2 separate regions of the Macaca fascicularis genome follow, and region 1 is linked to region 2. A link is a contact called in public Hi-C data. All regions are on one chromosome and are shown on one strand. Each heading gives the region's core, a stretch centred on a gene start, on an enhancer-like site or on the middle of the called end of the contact. The rest is flanking DNA. Distances are from core to core; before and after follow the strand shown.

Region 1 (3,637 bases), core at 470-2,969, 330 kb after region 2:
GATCTCTTTTATGACACAGTGCTTGCTATCTGATTTCCCTTTAGCTAAGTATGCTTTCCCAAAGGCACCTTGCCCAATGGCCTTAATCACATCGTACTTATCCATGGTCTCCAATGGGGTGAGGTTCCTGGAATTAGAGTAATGTAAATTTATCATACATGTCTCATAAAGACTAACAAAGTCAGAAAATTGATGACTAAAGTGTAAAAGAACTCACTTTGATAAAACTTTCCTCCCAGCCTTGCCAAGACAGAGACAAATAACTTTCCTTGTGGCCACAGATAACAACTGAAATGAGACAGAGTTTCTTGGTCAGACATGGGTCGTAGCTCAGCTTTGATACAATTTTGCCCTGTGTTCCTGGGTAAGTCACTTAACCTGGCAAAACTGCACTTTCCTAATTTCTAAAATGGAATAACAATATCTGTTTTGCAAGTTTGTTCTGAGAATGAAGGATACTATATAGCCAGTGCTTGGCACCTTTATAAAGCAGGAATGTCCTTAGGCTTGTGTACTTTTCACAGTCCAGCCTTTCTTAATGGGGACGTACTGCCCCCTAGGGGGAATTTTGGAAATATATGGGGGTGGGGAAGCTGTTTCCCCGAGATTCAGAGGCAAGAGATTGACAGGTGGTTGGGGCCTGAGATGCTAGGATTCTGCGATCCGAGAGACAGTCCCGCACAATAAAGGATTACCCTACGGCCCTACAATCTTGTAGAGTCTTCCTATACACTCATGTGTGCGGAAAAATCCGTTTGTAATTATCTGTGGCTAGAATCAAACTCTATTTTACATCGAAATGCTAAGTATTTTTGCAGTTTTAATGAACACTGATTTTTTTTTTTTTCCCGAGGAATGCAACTACATGTAAATCAAGGCTTGATTGCACTTTGTTTGGTTTGGAGGTTTACCAAGAATTGTTCACCATTTGGGAAAATCACGCCCTTCACTGGCCACGCTGCCCCTGGTCCCGGAGACCTAACAATCTGCATTTGCTGCCGTCACGTTCAGGCGACTGCCCAGGCGCGGCTACTGGCGCTTCTCTACTTTTGCCAAGGGTAGTAGTGTCAAGCATTTTCAGATTGAAATATGTACTTTCTTACTTATTGCTTTCCTTCTGTTTCCTCTTTATGCTACAGTTAGGGCATAATACAGTTTTGTTGCTGTTGTTGCTGTTGTTGTTAATGGGGTGAGCGGGGGGTTGTTTTCGAATAATTTCATGTCAGGGTAGGAAGTGGGTACAATTAGATTGCAGTGGGCTGGGAACCAGCTCCGCAGCCAGGAGAGGCTGCAGACACCGGAGGACCGGGTTCTGAGAGAAACGCATACAGACTAGGGGCCGGGGGTGACCAGCTGGGAACTGAGGGCCCGCGACCCGCCCGCCCAAGTGGCACCAGAGGGTGGAAGCCCCCAAGTTAGGAAAATTCCTTCTCGCCTAGGGCCGCCCCTGGAGGCGGCCGCGGGTGGGTGGCAAGACGCTTACCGCGACCCGCGCTCAGCGTGCGGAGCGTTGCCATAGAGACCGACGCGCCCAGGACGCTAGGCCTTTTCTGGGCCGCCCCCGCCGCCCCAGGCAGAGACTCTATCCCTTTCCCCCACCCTGCCCGGTTCCTGAAGCCCTGTGGCGGCTCCAGGCAAGGACTAAGGGCGGCCTCTGCAGCATACCTGCTCCGCCGGCTCCGCGGGGCCAACTAAGCGTCTCAGAAGGATCCGGGTTCCCGGGGCCGCTGCGCCTCCCCGCGGCCGGGCGGAGCCGCGCAAGGAAACGCGGGCGGGGCGCAAGGCTGGAATGGCCTGGGGACCCGTCCACACAGTCCACCGCGAGGCAGGGTCAGGCGCCAGGGAGTTTGGAGACCCGACAGAGCCAGCCCCACACCGTCCCGTTGCCTTGGGTCGGGATTGCTTTGCGTTGCACTCTACAGTAGCGCTCCCCGCTCTTGCTTACGGTGCACCAGACGCTTCGCAAACGTTCTCTTTTCTTTACAACCCCGCAAGGCAGTAGTCTCCTAGTTTTACAAATAAGCTAAACTAAGACAGGAAGAGTGTTTCTTGTACAAGATCTCAAATATTGCCAAGAGGTGGACGTGAGACTGGAACCGCTTCCTACTCTTTGGGCCACAGCGGCGGCCTGCCAAAGACTTTCTAACGCAACCGGCGCTGCCCAAGCGTCTGCACGCACGCCCCCTCCCTATCCCACCCTGCCCCATTCTGGATTCGCACATCAAGCAGCTAAAACGTTTAAGTAGTTGAAAAAAATGTATTTTCCAGCAATTGTAAATAGTGACGCAAGTAAAATATATCCAATTGAATCTAAACACTACAGTGATATGGTACCCTCCATCGTCCATCACACACATGCAAAAGCCCACAAAAAAGCTATTTAAAAAATCATAAGTTTACATCACTACTTTTCCTTCTTAAAATCATCTCTCCGCCATCCCCTCCCCGTCCCTGCCACAAAAAATTTCCTCTTCTTATAAGCACTATAGTCAAATTGGATTAGGACTGAACCAAAGGCCTCATTTTGATCTCATTGCATCTTTAAAGTCTCTATCTCCGAATACAGTCTCATTGTGAGTTACTGGTGTTAGATTTCAATATGTGAATTGGGAGTGACCGGGGCAGGGGCGAATGCAGCCCATAACAGGAGTCCAAAAGTTGTTTAGGAGTTGGAACAGCCAATGTTAGTTTCTTTGGCAGTGAAATTCCCTCAAAATATTAGCAAGTATATGATCTACTTGTTTTTGTTTAATTTCATGTGTCAGTGACCACACCCACATTTCTTCCCTAGAATTCTTAGACATGCTTTATTAAATCATATCTTCATTCTACTTTCCTCATAGAATTTTATCCCAGCTATCTTTTTCATGCTTGAAAGTCTTATTGATCATCCTGTCATACTGCTGAAAGAAGTATAGAAATGGAAATTTACATTTCCTGCTCACAGAATTTTTTTTCTGGATTGTTAAAATTACTAGTACTACACAATTGATCACAATAAAATATATCACAATGCTGATAATTATATTAAATATAAAAAAATAAAATTGTATTGAAAATTCATCTCCTTAAGACCTGGATGGGCTCCCCATGCGTCATCAGTTCCTGTATCCATAGATGAATGCTAACTTCTTGCTACAATGAAGTTTAACACTGAGTCTCTTCCATTTTTTTTTTAAGGCTGTAAGTGCTGAGAAATAAGTACATTAGAATGAAAAGTTTTGTTAAAAGTGTCCCTCAATTTTTGTCTAGTTGTATCTCAAGAATCATATAGTAATCTATCATCAAAAATGGTTTATAATCATGAACTGGTAATTCCATTACTCTTCTGAAATTTTATTAAAAGCAAAACCCCATAAGCCATTCTGATTTTAAAAAGGATTATCCAATACTTATCCAGTCTCTCAGTAACTGTACATAATTTCAAGTTTTTTTGTTTGATGGTTTGGAAATGTTTATACCCTGAGGCAATGCTAAGATTGAAGATGACTAAGAAGTATGGAATACAGTATATATGGAAGCTCAGTATCTGGAAATATCGTTAGAATGATCCATGCCTGCTTTAACTTGAAAAATGTTCAAGAGGGTGGTAAGCTAATTTCAAAGAGCTAACCTAAATAATTTTGGGAAATGGTAT
Region 2 (4,108 bases), core at 1,454-3,953:
CTGAGTTTGAGACCAGCCTGGGCAACATAGTGAGACCCCATCTCTTAAAAAAAAAAAAAAGAACCCACAAAAAACAAAAAAACCTGACTGGGCATGGTGGCATGCCTATAGTCCCAGTTACTCAAGAGGCTGAGGTGAGAAAATTACCCCAGTCCAGGAGGTCAAGGCTGCAGTGGGCATTTTTTTTTTTTTTTTTTTTTTGAGACAGAGTCTCGCTTGGTCGCCCAGGCTGGAGTGCAGTGGCCGGATCTCAGCTCACTGCAAGCTATGCCTCCTGGGTTTATGCCATTCTCCTGCCTCAGCCTCCCGAGTAGCTGGTATTACAGGCGCCCGCCACCTCGCCCCACTAGTTTTTTGTATTTTTTTTAATAGAGACGGGGTTTCACCGCGTTAGCCAGGATGGTCTCGATCTCCTGACCTCATGATCCGCCCGTCTCGGCCTCCCAAAGTGCTGGGACTACAGGCTTGAGTCACCGCACCCAGCCTGCAGTGGGCTTTGATTGTGCCACTGTACTCCAGCCTGAGTGACAGAGCAAGACCCCATCTCTTAAAAAAAAAAAAAAAAAAAAAAAAAAGAGAGAGAGATTGAGAGAGAGAGATAAAACAACAGATGTATTTGGAAACACTCCTCTCTTATTTCTCTTCTGCTTGCAATGGCAAAATGCTGTCTCCTGGGATATCCAAGATAACTTAGCTGCTGTGATGCTAGGCTAACCTGAAAGTGAACTACTGAAATTCTGTCTCTAGAAAAGACAGATTAGTTGTCTTATTAGTTCTATACTTATAAAAGATAAATTATCACTAGAATTACTAAGAAGAATTTTGTGTTAGATCGTTTTTCTCAAATCTCCACTGTAGATTCATCTGCTCACCTGAGGGTTTTGAGTTTTATGGAGCAAAATTTGCCTAGAACAGGTTGTCAGCTTCTGTGGACACAGTCTACTCTCGGGTATCCCACTGGAAGAAAGAACAAATGAAGCATCCCAAGGACTGGAGGATTCTCTTCCCCCGGGGTATTCAAGGAAGACACCAGGGAACAAATTGAACAAAGTTTATTTCATCAACAATGAAAAATGCCCAGAAGGAAATGAAGCACAAGATTCAGTTACACAAAAATGAAAGCTATTGACCACTTGGCCACTTCTCATACTAAAAGAGAAGGAAATAATACGAAGTACTGGAAACGACATTATATTGTCCTCATGGTGACAACCAAGATGGGCCTGACATAAGCCAGTCCAGGCTGTATGTGTGGCCCAAGTGCACACATGTGGTTCTCCGGTCACTGAATCAGAACCAGCCAGGCCCCACGAGTCAGAGTCTCTGGGGGCTGTGATTCTGCATTGCAAACAAGTCCTTGGGTAGCTCTGAGGGTTCACCAAGGTTTGAGAACCACTGGTGTGGCTGACTTCCGTGAAACAGTCCCACTTTTACTGCTTTCAACTGTCATTTATACAAATTCAGGCAAAGAATGGTTTTTAGCATGATGCCCGATGTAGCAGATAAAATGACCTCAACATAGAGTTGATCTTTGCTGCAGTCTTTTCTCAGATGGGAAGAACTGATCATCCCTCTCTGCCACATAATTTGTTCCCTTGAGGTTTCATAGCCTCCGGAAGGTTCAGGTGCTCCCATGTCCACTTCCCATTGCCTTGCCGGGTTCCCATGGAGGAAGGCTGCCCAGGTCTTGGGCCAGTCTTAGATGGGCATTTTCATTCTGCAGGTATACACAGCACATTTCACATCAGTGTGGAATGCCTACTTCAGGCCATGCCAAGGATTCTAACTTCTTCTATAACCAGGAACTTCTTACACTCACCTCCAGCTGAGTGAAATTATACTAACAGGTGGTCACTTAAAGGGCACGCAGCTCAGCCCTTCCTAGACAGTCTGGATGTCATCCCTGGATTAGCCAGACTTCAAAGAACCATGGTTATAGACCATTTGCCTTGGCCCCAGAGCCTCTTTCTTGAAATGTGCCTTATCATAACCATCTCACCATCTCCTGAGGGAGGTCTGAGTCAGTTATCATTCAAAGCCTGCTGCGCTGAAGATGTCACCCACTGAACCACTCAGTGTCCTCTCTATGAATGAACGCACATGAACATTTTCTTTTGGATCTAACCTGTTTCTCCAGAAGGGGGTAATTTTGTCTTTTAGAGATAGGGTCTCATTTTGTCACCCAGAATAGAGTGCAATGGCGCCATCATAGCTCACTGTAACCTCAAACCAGGGAAGATGTGTGACTTATAGGAAGAGATCATCACCTCTTCCTTACTGCTTTGGTGACAAGGAAACTGAAAGCCAAAAATATAGTCCAGATTTTAGCAATTATTTAGGACCTATGACCAATATTCTCCATTGCAACTGGGGGTGGGCTGGGGGTGTGCATATGAGAATGAGCTCACTCCATCCACTACTCCCTCTGGGAAGGATTTCTGCAACACTCTGGTGATACTCATGCCTACCAGAAACTGGGAATGTCCAACTTTTGAGACCTAGCTAATGATGTATCCAAAGCACTAACCAGTACCTGCCATCTGCTAACAGAAATCCTCATGCTTATGGTTGTCCACAGCTCTTTCCGCCTTCGCCAAGGCCCTCGCAACAGAAGCCTCAGAGGCTTTCATGTGGGAGTCATGCAGGCGTCCCTGGGCCCAGATCTTTGCTGCTCACAGATGTCCAAGCATTGGCTAAGTGACTGGGAGTGGCTGACGAGTCACAGACTGGGGAAAGGAGGGTGGGAGGGGAGCCCATGAAACCCCTGTCCACCCCAGTATCGTAGCCCACAGACTCTCCCCAGACACAGAGAGGGAAACATGGGACACAGTGAGGATAGAATCGGGCATCATAGATGAGGTGGGATCTGCAAACTGCACACCCGCTGGTCTTCTGTCATGGCAGGAGTGAAAATGAAAACAGAAACTGCCCTTAGAGACAGGGGCAAAAAAAGGGCTGTTCCTCCTTTGTCCAGCAGATGGCACACCAAGCACTTTCTTCTCACCTGGGAGGAAAGGGGGACCAATGGTGACTGCCCGGGGAGAGCTTCTAAACTGAAATGGGAAGACCCCATGGGATTCACAGGGCCTTTCTCTTAAAGCCACAGAGAAGAATGAGCCTCTTGGTTTGAGCTGACACTTCTGATGAAGGGAGGTACCTCCATTCATGGCCACTCAGGGATTGGTTTGATGAGAAAGAACGAAAAAATTAAAAAATTAAAAATAAACACAGTTCAGCAGTGTGTAAATATACAGAAAGGCTACGCATGTGGCTGAGAGAAGCACAGTTAAGCAGGTGCCACACACCCCTGGGCATTGCCCTAGAAACATTCATGACAGCGTCTTCATACAAAATTCTAAAGCGTGGGACTTTGCTCATAAAGAGGCTCCCCAGCAAGCACTGACAACAGACCTGGACTTCATCTCTCGACAGCAACAGCCAGAGGGAAGGTTAGTGGTCACTGTTTGGTGTCATCCTGGACTTCCAGACATCTCAATTTACAAAAGGCTTCCAAAGCCTAACTGGTCATTAGGTTGAGGAGCTATTATTTGATAGTTAAGCTCAGAAACCAAAAACAGCTACACTGACGGCAACCCAACTCATGCAACCTGTCCAGAAACATACAAAACTGGTTTATGCCACCCAGCCAGCCGCAGATCATAGAGAGGTACACAAATAGCCAGGGGCAGAGACAGACTCAAGGCCAAGCAAAGAACCTGCAGCAGCGGCACACGGTGCACACGGCACTGCACTCCGCAATGCCTGGCTAGCAGGCCAGCCCGCCCCCTAGGTGGAAGCGACTGCTTTGACATTGGCAGATTTTACAGCTGACCTTGGGATGTTCCACCCATCACATCAAACCCATCTGATACATGGCTGGAAGAGACTGCACCTTCGCTTTCCCAAAAGGCAGCTAGAGTCACTAAAAGACTATCTTTTTCCTTTTAATAACAAAAGTCATCATAGTGAGTGAAGTTAAGATATATCTTGTTTGAAAGTCTGTGCACTTTCTATAACTTCAAGGTGACCATGACTGAATGACAGCAGCAGTAGCAACAACCAGCCTTGTTCTTGTACCAGTCATTGAAACTGCACTATGATTTGAAAA

The links. A called contact is a pair of places that touch in the nucleus more often than the background predicts.
Region 1: a Hi-C map of liver shows a contact between it and region 2, with 2.5 times the contacts expected there. The contact joins the promoter of NEK5 here to the enhancer-like site in region 2. A contact is called at or near these places in 2 of 2 Hi-C or Micro-C datasets (liver and skeletal muscle).

The regions. Positions count from the first base shown.
Region 1 is chr17:31,304,109-31,307,745 of T2T-MFA8v1.1, forward strand. It overlaps NEK5 (NIMA related kinase 5), which reads right to left and starts at 1,720. Exons shown (of 24, transcript XM_045377172.3): 1 at 1,666-1,720; 2 at 218-288; 3 at 1-127. The coding sequence starts at 105.
Region 2 is chr17:30,975,593-30,979,700 of T2T-MFA8v1.1, forward strand. TMEM272 (transmembrane protein 272) reads right to left here. Exons shown (of 6, transcript XR_010582601.1): 5 at 2,534-4,108; 6 at 1,038-1,717. Among named protein-coding and RNA genes, the nearest start is that of DHRS12, 15 kb to the left of the region's middle. Within about 2 kb of position 2,704, at least 2 of the 6 cell types and tissues checked have an H3K27ac peak or open chromatin away from gene starts, as enhancers often do. A contact at or near this core is called in liver, where this site is marked.